Regions from separate parts of the Mus musculus genome. Here region 1 is linked to region 2. The links are chromatin contacts, called in public HiChIP or PLAC-seq maps. All regions are on one chromosome and are shown on one strand. The core of a region is the stretch at or near the end of the contact, and the rest is flanking DNA. Distances in the headings are between cores, read along the strand shown. Region 1 overlaps Fam222a (family with sequence similarity 222, member A). Region 2 overlaps Ube3b (ubiquitin protein ligase E3B).

Evidence for each region. HiChIP or PLAC-seq counts read pairs in DNA pulled down with a chosen protein or histone mark.
Region 1: an H3K27ac HiChIP or PLAC-seq map of trophoblast stem cells shows a contact between it and region 2, with 3 times the contacts expected there. The contact joins two enhancer-like sites. A contact is called at or near these places in 1 of 39 promoter capture datasets (the SN4741 cell line), 1 of 484 Hi-C or Micro-C datasets (palatal mesenchyme) and 3 of 115 datasets of contacts at active chromatin or transcription factors (cardiomyocytes, embryonic basal ganglia and trophoblast stem cells).

What each region holds. Positions count from the first base shown.
Region 1 is chr5:114,612,707-114,618,726 of GRCm38.p6, reverse strand. It overlaps Fam222a (family with sequence similarity 222, member A), which reads right to left. Exons shown (of 3, transcript NM_001004180.1): 3 at 5,509-6,020. Among named protein-coding and RNA genes, the nearest start is that of Gm34844, 18 kb to the right of the region's middle. Within about 2 kb of position 1,931, at least 17 of the 459 cell types and tissues checked have an H3K27ac peak or open chromatin away from gene starts, as enhancers often do. A contact at or near this core is called in trophoblast stem cells, where this site is marked.
Region 2 is chr5:114,409,306-114,414,982 of GRCm38.p6, reverse strand. Ube3b (ubiquitin protein ligase E3B) reads right to left here. Exons shown (of 28, transcript NM_054093.3): 20 at 3,788-3,964; 21 at 3,569-3,679; 22 at 2,680-2,817; 23 at 2,496-2,561; 24 at 2,074-2,132. Among named protein-coding and RNA genes, the nearest start is that of Mir7027, 7.7 kb to the right of the region's middle. Within about 2 kb of position 2,447, at least 48 of the 459 cell types and tissues checked have an H3K27ac peak or open chromatin away from gene starts, as enhancers often do. A contact at or near this core is called in trophoblast stem cells, where this site is marked.

The sequences.
Region 1 (6,020 bases), core at 682-3,181, 200 kb before region 2:
TTGTATGTGACAAGATGTATGAGTATGAATTGGTGATTTGAGTCCTGCTGGGCTGACTGGATCAGCTTCAAACTTGTTCTGTAGCTCGGGCTGGCAAACCAGCGCCCTAACTCAGCTTCCCAGCGCATAGAATGGCCCATATGGCTGAAAATGACCACGCGGTTCTAGCTTCAGGTATGGCTGGATCCAGGCAGCTTCAGTTTCTTCTGTGCCTCAGCAGCCGCTGATTATGTGTGGGGTTTGCCCCAGTCAGGATTTCCCAGGTACTGGCCCACGAGGTTGGCAACTTGATCCACCCAGGACTGGCTCTTACTGGGCAGCTCAGGACCACTCCCCAACTCTCTGAGAGCCAGGGAAGCAGAATGCTCTCTCATTAGTCAGACCTGGTTTTTGGCTAGAGTCAAAACTCTACCACATCCCCCAAGGCAGGACCAGCCACCTCCACCACCACGGGAAAGTTAGCCTGTACCACGTGTGCTAGGTTGCACCACAGCCTCTTCCTTTATTTTTATATTTTATTTCTGCCCCGTATCCGGGGCTGGCCTTGAACTCTCAATCCTGCCTCCACCTCCCACGTGCAGGTAGAGCAGGTGTGTGACATCACGCCGCACTGCTAGTCCATGCAGCTTGCTTACTGAGCAGAGCATAATTTCCAACACCTGAGCTTAACCATGTGATGTGTGTTGGCCAATGGGGGTTGGTATCTTCCTGGCCCGCCTTAAGGCAAGGATGAGTGACAGGCTGATGAACAGTCACGTGGCCCGGGGCTTTGCAGCGCTCACCAAAAAAAAAAATAAAAATAAAAACCCCACAGATGCCTGCGGAATGAGCGAGTTTAGATACTGCTGAGTTTTCTCTTTTTTAAAAAGGGGTTTATTTTTATCGTTGTCCCTACAGTGCTCATGGGGGCCAGAAGAGGGTCTGCAACAGGAGTTACAGATGGTGGTGAGGCGCGTGGATGCGGGAATCGAACCCACATCCTCTGAAAGGGCAGCCCGTGCTCTTAAGCACTGAGCCATCTCTTTAGCCCCTTGTTTTGTTTTGTTTTAAATGGTGCAGTCAGCTACAGTTACTGGTTACAGAACCCAGCCAAGCCCGGAACCAGGACTCAATAGCATCCTAGATGCCAGGACCCTCGCCAGGGCCACCAGCGGTGAAGGTGACATTTGAACCCAGCACTGTGTGCTCATGGCCTCTGCCTCCCCAGGTTGCTTCTGCACGGGGACCCTATCAGCTGCCACTCGGGGGATCCCACCCCTGTGGCTCCCGGTGCTCTCTTGGAGCCCTTTCCTTTCAGGGACCTCTGTCTTCTTTCCTGGAGGGAGTCATTCGGGGTGCGCATGCGTGCAGTACGTGTGACGAACACTATCCCCCAAGGTTTAAAGATTTCTGGAAAATAATGGATACATTGGCCACCAAAGCAGAGGGGTTTGGTCAAGAGACGCTTCGCCAGAGCTCCGGGGTATCAAATGAAGTTACCTCTCAGGGTCGTCACCACCGTTTAAAGCGAATAATGTGACCTCCATGCCGTGTCTGTGGCTCCTGTGGGTGAGCCGTCAAGTTACCTTCTGTGCCTTTATCTCTACCCTGGTCCCCCAAAGCATGTCCTTGAGAGCTAGGTACCTCCTAACCCTCCTGGGGGCAATGAGGTCTGGGGATCTCACAAATGGATAGGTGGGAGGTAAGAAGATGGGAGAGCTGTGGCCAGGGGAGACTCACACCCTAGGGACTGCAGAGCTAAGGGTGTGTGTGGCTAGGCCAGGCTGGGAGCAGTGTGGCCTTGTTAGAGTAGACATGGGCTTGCTTGGGGATGTGCCCTCACTAGAGTAGGTACGGCCTTGTTAGAGTGGGCGTGGTCTTGTTTGGAGTGTGGCCTTGCTAGGTTGGGTGTGGCCTCATTAGAGTAGGTATGGCCTTGCTTGAGTGGGTGTGGCCTTGTTGGAGGAAGTGTATCACTGGCTGGTGGGCTCTGGGGTTTCTAGAGCCTATGTCAGGCGCAGTCTTGCTCTTTCTCTGCCTGCGGATCAGGACGTAGCTCTCCACTATTTCTCCAGCACCATGCTCCCTGTCATGATGATAATGGACAAAGCCTCTGAAACTGTAAGCCAGCCTCCCAGTTAAATGCTCTCCTTTATAATGCTGTGGTCATGGTGTCTCCTCGCAGCAACAGAATAGAGACTAAGACGATGACTAAAAGCGTATAAGCCCCGCCCCCCCATGACACCACTGAGCCCCTTATGACTCAGCTAACCCTTGGGCTACCCTCCCCTTAAGATGTCTCATGATTTGAGAGGATGCATTTTCTGATCTTAGTGAGTGAAGCCAAGGTGTCTGTCACTCACCATATAGGTAGGAAGCACGGGGCCTTAACTCCATTTTACAGAGAAAGCGGTGAGACCAAATAATGGAAACCACTCCAGGGTACACAGTGAGAATGTGGCAGAGGCAGGACTCAAACCTGATTCCTGTCTTATTACCAGGTTCACTTCTAGTAGCTTCTTGGGAGTTTGGTGGTGGTGGTGGTGGGCGACCCAGAGCTTGTAAGCAAGTGCCATACTGAGCCCCACAAGGATTTTAATTTTTTTTTTAAAGATTTATTTATTTATTTATTATAAGTACACTGTAGCTGTCCTCAGACACCCCAGAAGAGGGAGTCAGATCTTGTTACAGATGGTTGTGAGCCACCATGTGGTTGCTGGGATTTGAACTCCTGACCTTCGGAAGAGCAGTCGGGTGCTCTTACCCACTGAGCCATCTCACCAGCCCGGATTTTAATTTTTTTAATTTAGACTCTCGTGCGTCTATGAAGGTGTCGAAATTTATCAGCAACAGGTGCACTAACTTTCCCAGGTGGCCATAATTGGGGTCAGCTGTGGTCATACCTGGGGCCTCTCAGAAAAGGCCTAAGGGACACTTGGAACCCTGGACTTGGGAGCAGCCTGTGTTCTGTGAGAAGGTGGCCTCGTTTCTGGATGGTTTAGGATCAAATTCCTTGCGATCAACAGGCAAGCTGTCTTCCCTCCCTGGGCCTCGGGTTTCTCTTCAAAATCGTTTTCACCTGGGTGTGCTAGGACATACCTGTGATCTCAGGACTTGGCCTCTCAGGAAGGATGAGTTTCAAGGCCAGGCTATGCAGTGAGCTCCCTCCCGCCTCAAATGGATGGGCGTTCAGAGGGGTCATCCTGCCGCACTGTCCTCCCTTCCTGATAGGATGCGGCAAAGTTAGACGAGGTCGAGACTCCTGACCACTGTTGGATTCAAATCTTTCCTCCACCACAGCACATTATACTGTGTTACAACTGGGGAAACCGAGGCCCAGGAGTAAGGTACTCCTTCCTCTACTGCAGCACAGAGGGGTCTCCTGAGCCCTCCATTCCCTGGGACTTTAATAGAAAACAAAACAAAACCCTTAAGTTCAGATGTTGACAGAATAGTGGGCTAAGCTAGGGACTCGTCAGAGCCTTTAGTATGCCAGTGTGGTCTGTGTCTCTAGGGTGCAGTTTCTTGTTTTGGGCAGGGGCTGGGGGTGGAGCCTAAGGTCTCTGTTCTTTGAGCTGGTGTTCGTCCCGGTGGTTCTCAGACTCTGGCTGTCCTGATCTGGTAAGATGCAGAAGTCGCCCCTTGGTGGCTCTACTGATATAGCTATGGATGTAGTATCAAGTGCCTGCCTACCTGCTCAGCCTGGAGACATGGAAGCCCAAGATAGCTCCAGGGAGAGAGCTCTTGGCGTGTAGAACAGAGATAGCCACAGCTGCGGTAGGAGGGTGGAGGAGACCGTCTGGCTGCCCAGCATCCAGCCCCAACCATGCTGGCCAGCCCTTAGTTCTGAAGGCAAATACAACCCGCAGCCTGTGTGTTGCCTCCCGCCACACACAGAGCAGCTAGGAGTGCGGAGGGCATGGGAGGGCTTTGGCAGCTGCAGCGCTTCACCTGTGCAGAGCGCTCTGAGCCTTTGACTGTGGGTGGGTCGCCTTCTACCATGTTGGTGACCTTATGTGTCCCGAGGCTGTCCTGTCTGATCATGACCCTTGTGACCAGGGTCATGGCATCTAGAATGTTCTTCAGGTCATCCATCTCGGCTCCCAGAGGGGAAACTGAGGCCCAGGAAATAGGAACCCAGCCACAGGACAGATTGCTCTGAACTCACACACACACACACACACACACACACACACACACACACACCGCTGCAGATAGCAGGGTGGTCTGCCCCCTAGCACCACTCCCGGTGCCACTGACGCCCTGGTTTTGACTGCAGTCGAGAAACGCATACTTCAGGGCAGCTCGGTGTAGCCATGGGGCCTCAGACCCTGTCTGTCTGCCTGCTTTGCCTGCTGTGGCTCTGAGTGTCCCACTGGCTTTGGTTTTAGGCAGTGTGGTGGTGCCATTATTTTCCTTGGGTCCTGTGTCCGCTCTGGGAAATATGAGTCTGATCTTATCCCTCACTTGATAGGGCCAAGGTCACTATGTCACCTGCTGATCCTCTACTATGACTTCACCCGGGTCTCCCATACCCCACAGGGTAGCCCAGGCTCATGAACGTCCCACAGAAAAGCTTGGTCCTGCCCACACATGGGTGCTGAGTCTCCACTTCTGAACAGACCATGGGTGGCTACAAGGCTTCAGGAGTCTGTGGCCCCAGCCGAGGGCCTGACTGACTTGGGAGTCCTGGCTGGAGTGAGCAGTGTTCTGTCTCTGGCCAGGGTTCTGTGTGGGGCAGGGGAGTTGCCTCAGATTGGAGATTCCGACTTTTCCCAGCACAGAGGTCCCGCCAGGCTCTTGGACTGGGGAGGAGCTGGGGAGAAGGAAGCATGGGCGGAGTTCAGGGTACAAGGAAGCCCTCGTGCTGGGGAGGGGACCCCCTCTTCCAGGCTGCCATCCTGCTGGGCCCTCTGACCCCTGCAGGTGGCAGGACAGGTGTGCCCTGACCCCCACAGGTGGCAGGACAGGTAGTCCTCTCGGCTTTCTTCTTGGGGGTACCTGGCCCACTGGAGCGTAACCTCAGGCTGACTTCCTACCTTACAAGGGCGTTGTGAGTCTTTAGGAGGTATGACTGGTCCCTAGTGAATGACAAGTTCCAATAACAGGACTGGCAGGGTATGGGTATATGCCAGGTGTCAGCCTGCATAATCCATGCCGGCCAGGGCGATGGCTAGCCTGTTCTCAGCTACATGGCAACCATTTAATCTGGGAGGATGACAACAGGATCTAGAGATGGACTTCCAATGGGGAGTTTTCAGAGCCACCTCAGCACCGAAAAGAGCCACCAGGGCTTGGGCTCAGGATTGATTTTGCCCCTATGGATGGACCACGGGCCTGACACATAGACACGGGATAGCATTTATCTTGAAGAGCTTTGTAATAAGTTGGGCATAGCTCACCCTGCATGCCACCCCACTCTGTCCCCACAGGGCTCCTTGGGGTGCCCTCCCGTGGATCCCTGAGGTGGGGGAAGCCAGGGAGAGAGAGAGAACAGCCTTACAGCAAACCCACAGCTGAGACACCATCTGTTTTCCGTTTTTTTTCTTTCTCTTCGTTTTTAAAACAATATAGTGCAGACAGACTGCACTTCTCACAGTAGAATATAATGGTCAATTTTAGTATAAAAAAAACATTCTCAGAGCTTTGTAAATGCACTTAGTGCTCAGACAGGCCTTGGCGAGATACAGTACCGCTTTCCGGAGCGCCTGGGGCCGGCAGGGCCCGGGGACTGCAGGCCTTGAGGACTTCCTGGGCTTCTCTCTTCCCCACGCCCCGCAGCAGTGCGGTGGGGGTGGGGGGAATGAGAACGGGAGCTGGATTGGGTATTCCAGTTACAGCCAGGTCACCCTCCCACTGGTCCCCAGGAGACCCAGAGATGCGAAGAAGGCAAGACCGTCCTTGTGAATGGAGCCTGAATTTACAGGTCCCTTGTTAGCCCCCCGTGACATCTTTGTGCGAATAGGAAGATAGTGTCCCTTCCTTGAAATGCAGACAACTGTAATAAATACACAAATCTAGGATGTGTGTGGAGTCTCCTT
Region 2 (5,677 bases), core at 1,198-3,697:
TTGAGGGCAGCCTGCTCACTTGTCCTCACAACACCCACCTGAGAACTCCCTGGGATGACCCCACGCTCGCAGGAACTGAGGGCTGCCTGCACCTGCACAGGTGAGCCCCACTGGACCTCTCTCAAGGGCACAGCTTAGCGCTCCAGCCAACTTCAGAGAAGAGCTGCCTCACCTTAGCACACACCCAGAATTCACTGAAGCCTAACTCGGTGTTAGACTGGCCCAGCGGTCTCCAGAAATGCTGCTGGGTTATTCTTAGGGTCACATTAACCCGCACTGATGGGGAAAAGGGTCTCCAGGTAGTGTTTCATGCCCTTGGATCTAGCTTGTCTACAGCAGCAGGCTGGTACCCCAAGCAGGCTTGCCAGTGTTGCTGATCTGTTGGCAAGCATGCCCATGTACGCTATTAAAAACTGCATGTTAAGAATAGTCTAAATAATTCTGTTTTGCCCCACAGTGCCCAGGCCAAAGTTATTGTCCTCAAAATATTTCTAGTTAAAAAACAGCAACAGGGCTGGTAAGATGGCTCAGCAGGTAAGAACAGGTAAGAACACTGACTGCTCTTCCAAAGGTTATGAGTTCAAATCCCAGCAACCATATGGTGGCTCAAAACCACCCATAACGAGATATGACGCCCTTTTCTGGAGTGTCTGAAGTCAGCTACAGTGTACTTACATATAATAAACAAACAAACAAACAGCAACAAACATTACACACTAATACATTCAAATATGAAATTTCAATTCTCTATTCCTTCCATGTACTCTATGAAGGAGGTTACTAATACTGTGTGTGTGTGTGTGTGTGTGTGTGTGTGTGTGAGACACATACACACACCCCAGGTACCCTTGCCATATCCCCAGGTCCTCAGCCCCACAGATTCTTCTTCTTCTTCTATGGCCTTTGGCCTCTTCTGTCATTTGTACACTTCTCTCTCTCTGTCACATATTCTTTCTCTGTCTCGTTCTCTCTCCTCTCTCTCCATCCCTCCCCCTTTGCCAAAGCTCCAGGCACAAAGATGACCTCCCCATATCTGCTGACCTCCCTATATCTGCTGTCAAAAAGTTTGGGCCCTCTTTTCAGCTAGACGTCTCAAAGGCTGTTTTACACACAAAACACTGCTGCCCCCTGAGGAAGTCACAGCCACACACAGGCAGGACCAGAACTCACTCTGTAGACTCAGACCTCAGTCATCCTTTCTCTGCAGGCAACGCTTTGTTAAAGTTTTCAAACCAACGCCACGTGGTTAAGAGCAATGCTGATGGCTTTCACCCCTACTGAAGACTTCTAAAGTTAAACCCTAACCCCTCCCTCTCCCCCAGCGCACTGGCTACCAAACTAGCTGACCCGAGAGGAACAGAGCCCAGGAACACTGCACTGGGGCCAGATGAGTCACAGGGCCTGAGCCCTCGCCTGTCCTTGTTGAGATGGATGCTAAGACAAACAGTTCAAATTCCAGAGTTGGAGTGGCAGAAAACTCACAAGAGGGCCAGTGTCCCCTCCTCCTGCCAAGCTCCTCCCTTTTAATTAGGTGGGAAAGCCTGGGTGCAGAGCATGCGTTGAGGGGTTTGTTTCTGGGATCAAAAGGACTGAATTTCTGACATTACTAAAAAAAGCACATTATCTGTGACAGGCACTACCGCGCCTGCCCCAGCACCTCCTTCAACTCCCTGCCTTTATGTACATATGTGCTGCGTCTGCATTCACCCTGTCTTCCTGAGATCAGCGGCACACGGCTGGCCATTCGGAAGGGTCCCGGCTCGCCTGCCCTCACTTGGGACAGCATGCCAAAGCTGCTTAGAGCTCCATCCGCCTCAGCGGGGACTAGCCCTACATTCCATTCCTAAGAACGGTACCTCTGACCTTCCAAGTGCTTCTGCGAAGAGTAAGCCATCCACTCTTATTTTGCAAATTGAATTTACTACAATTCTATCCTATGAACTGTAACCAGGAAATCCCATTAGGATATTTATGGCCTCTTTCCACCCATCTATCTTGCTCAGTTCTCAGCCTGAGCCCGAGCCAGAGCGGTCCTCGCAGGTGCTGGCCTCAGGCGCTCACTGCCATACTCACTTGTTCTCATCTGTAACCGGGATGGTCTTCCCTCCGGGAACCAGTTCGTGGCAGACGAGCTGGGGGAGAGGACGGGAGTAATTACCAGAGAGAACTCTAACGCCAGCGATGCTTCCTGAAGATGAAAGGGCCTGAACAACGCCCATGGAATGAAGATGCTGTGTGTTTGAGAAAGATCATCTTTCACAAAAGCCTGGGGCCAAAACATCAACAAGCAGGCCTCCTGCGATCAGTAGGAAAGATTTCTCATCCAACCCTTGTCCAAACATTTGCACTGAGGCTGCTGGGTGCCACAGAGGTAGGCTGCTGCTGAGGACAGCGGCTGGCGTGAACACTCACTGCCCCAGTGAGCAGATCTCTGAGGGAAAGCATGAGTCGGAGCACATCAAGAGCAGAAGCAGCCTGCCAGGTCAGCCACATACCTGACCCATGACGTCTTCATCGTAAGACAGCGTCAGCCCGAGGTCTGCGATGTCTCCATCGTAGCGCTAATGGAACAGAGAGAGAGAGCATGGGGGCTGGTGTGGGGTTGGGGTTAAGTCTCAGTGACAGGAAAGGTGACTCAGCTGGTCACCTGGCTGTGGACACACCCCAGTCAGCACTAACCTTGATGGAGGTGAGGTTTTTATAAAACTCCGAGTCCAGGGAGGGAAGCTCATCCACGGAGCTGTAGAAGACGCTGTGGTGGTGCCCGAGCATCTGGCTCAGGAAGAAGGAGGCAAAGGGCACATCTACCACGATCCCCTGGAAGAGACGTGAGGCAGGGCTCAGCTCTCAGCCCTGGGCAGCTGGAGGGCGGGCACTGGTGGAGTCTACATGCAGCCTGCAGTTCTCCCTCGGGTCATCTAAGAAAGCATCTCCGGCGCGGCGCAGGTGTAGGCGCAGGCCTTGGGGCCACCTCAGCTGAGCTGCGCAGGTGGCTCTCACAGCCTGGGTGCCCATGGATGGGAACCAGGCGCTCAGAGAGGATCGCTCCGAGAAAGTCCTCACTACCATGACCCTGTGAGGCTAAGAAGCCAAGGGTGCCAAGGGAGACTTGGACCTGGTGCCAGGCACAGCTTTTACTCACCACGGAGGACAACCCAGTCACGTGGCTTTTCTGATCCCCCCTTTACTGATGAGACGACAGGAAGGAAATGTGGTGCCTGCTGCACTGCTGGCTACATCCAATCTTTCTGTTCAAGCTGGCTAACTCCAGGAACCTCTGTCCCTACAGAATCAACTCAAGTGACATGCGATAGCTGAGCTCGGGTGGCTCAGGGACAGAAAGTGCTGTCTTAGCTTGTGAAGCCCAGGTTCCATCTCCAAACAGACACACACATATCACTTTATATTTTCTTTTTGAGATAGGGTCTAGCTGTGTATCCCAGGCTGGCCTCAAACTCATAATCCCCCTGCCTCGGCCTCCTGAATGACAGGACTAGAGTGTGTGCATTACCACGCCCCGCTCTCAGGCACCACTGCACAGCTGTCCCAGGCTCCTTTGCGCGCCTACCTCATACACTGCCTTTCCCAGCATCTTCCCCACAAACTCGAAGAGCTGCAGGTAATTCTCGTGAATGTAGGACGTGGGTGATGGGTACAGCCGCTCATCCCCGCTGGTTGTCTGCCAGGAGAAAGGGCGGGAAGAGGTGGACGTTAGAGGCCTGTCTTTACTCTGCACGGGATCCCCGAGTCGGGCGGCTGCCAGCCCCACCAGCATCCCCTTCACCACCTTGAACAGGTTGAGTGCGGGGTCAAACACCCTCTTGATGATCTCTTCCAGAAACTCCTTGAAGACACCATCCTGGTCAATCCCAGCCTCGTCCACCCCGAGGTCGTTGACAAACTTCACTCGGATCACACCCTTCATGGCATGCTGGGAAAGCTGCCGGAGCTGTTCGTAGCCGTCCTATGGAGACAGAGTTTCCGCCCGTGAGGAGCACAGCCTTGGCAAACCCATGAGTCTAACCACACAGGTCTGCATAGCAGCCATGGAGGATTCATTTGATGGCTACCGTGTCTCACTCATAGGCACGAGGAGACTGCCCCCAGGAGGATACAGGGCCTGACGGGGCTAGCTAGCTAGCTCTGCTCATTAACGGTGGAGGAGACTAGGGCAGCATGGGAATCTCTCAGCTCATGGGCGGAGTCAGGCTTACAGGACATGTAAGGTGAAAACCCCAGTGTCTTGGCTGCTGAAGGCAACCGTGGGGAAGAGGCTGCAAAGGCTGGAGCAGGCAGGCCAGCTTTCTGAACTAAAAGACCAGCTGGCGGCGGGACAGCTGCGGCAGGAGAAATGGCGGGAAGCCCATGTGCAGTGATGATGCAGTCTGCCCACAGGAGGGCAGGGACAGTGGAACGTGCCGCTGGGAGAGCTCTGAGCTTGGCTGCCATGTGGTCAGCTCCTTGTGGGGTGTCGTTCTGTGGGGTAAGTGTGCTTAGCCCATGCCAGGCTCTCGGTGTAAGCCGCAGCACTGGAAACCAAGATCGGTAAATGCAGACACTGAATGTGCATCTCCTCTCCAGAACCCACATACACTTTCCGAGTCCACCAAACCTCGATGATACCTCGACACAAGCTATAGTCATCTGAGGGAGGGAACTCACTTGAGAAATTACCCCTTAAGATCTGGCTGCAGGAAGCCTGTGGGCTATTTCCTTAATTAGTGACAGGTATCCTGGGTGCTCTCAGAAAGCAGGCAGAGCAAAGCAGAGAGCAAGCCAGTATGCAGCCCTCTCCACTGCCTCTGTGTTAGCTGCTGCCTCCAGGTTCCTGCCCAATATGAGTTCCTGCCTTGGCTTCTCTCAGTGGACGTGGAAGCCAGATGAAGCCTTTCCTCCCATGCTGCTTTTGGTCACCGTATTTTGTCACAGCGACAGTGACCTGACCAGAACTAAGGCAGATGCCTCTGGGTTCTCTCTGCAGGCCTTCCTGGCATCTGACAGCCACTCCGTGTGCCCTGATGTGGGAGTGCTAAGTTTTATCCTGGGGCAGTACTGTCACACTCTGCTGACACGACAGACCACGCCCATGGGGTCTACTCATCCTCCCTTGTGCTGTCCTGGTGGCTTTTGACACAAAGCCAACGAGTGACCTGGCAGCACTGAGCCCTAGTTTTGAGGTACCCCTGCCGTCTTCCTGTCATGTTCAATGACAGTCCCTCCTGCAGAGTCTGCGTCTTGTCAGAAACAGATTCTTAGGCTGCTGAGCCAAGAAAGATGACCTCTTAGTCCCCAGGCCACTTGCAGGGAGGGAGGCACTCAGGGCTGTGGCCTGTGAGTCTGAGACCAGCCTGAGTTATGGAGACTCCACCTGGAAAGCAGACGAAGCCAGCGGAGCAGAGGCAGTAAGGATGGGAAAGGAAGAGGGGCATGTTGGTGTGCAGCTGTGGCTGCGGCACTGGAAGCAGCACAACCCGGCATTGCTGGGCACGAGGGAGGATGCACAGAGCGCTCAGCAGGCTCCTGCACCGACCACTTCTCTGTTCAGTATGACGCCCTAGCAGAAGGGGTTCGGCATTGTGGGGATTTAATGGGACGGCACACGTGACCATCTCAGCCAGCTGTGGCAGTGCTCAAGGAAGACCTGCTGGATAGAGATTCATCCCTGCTTGATCGGAGC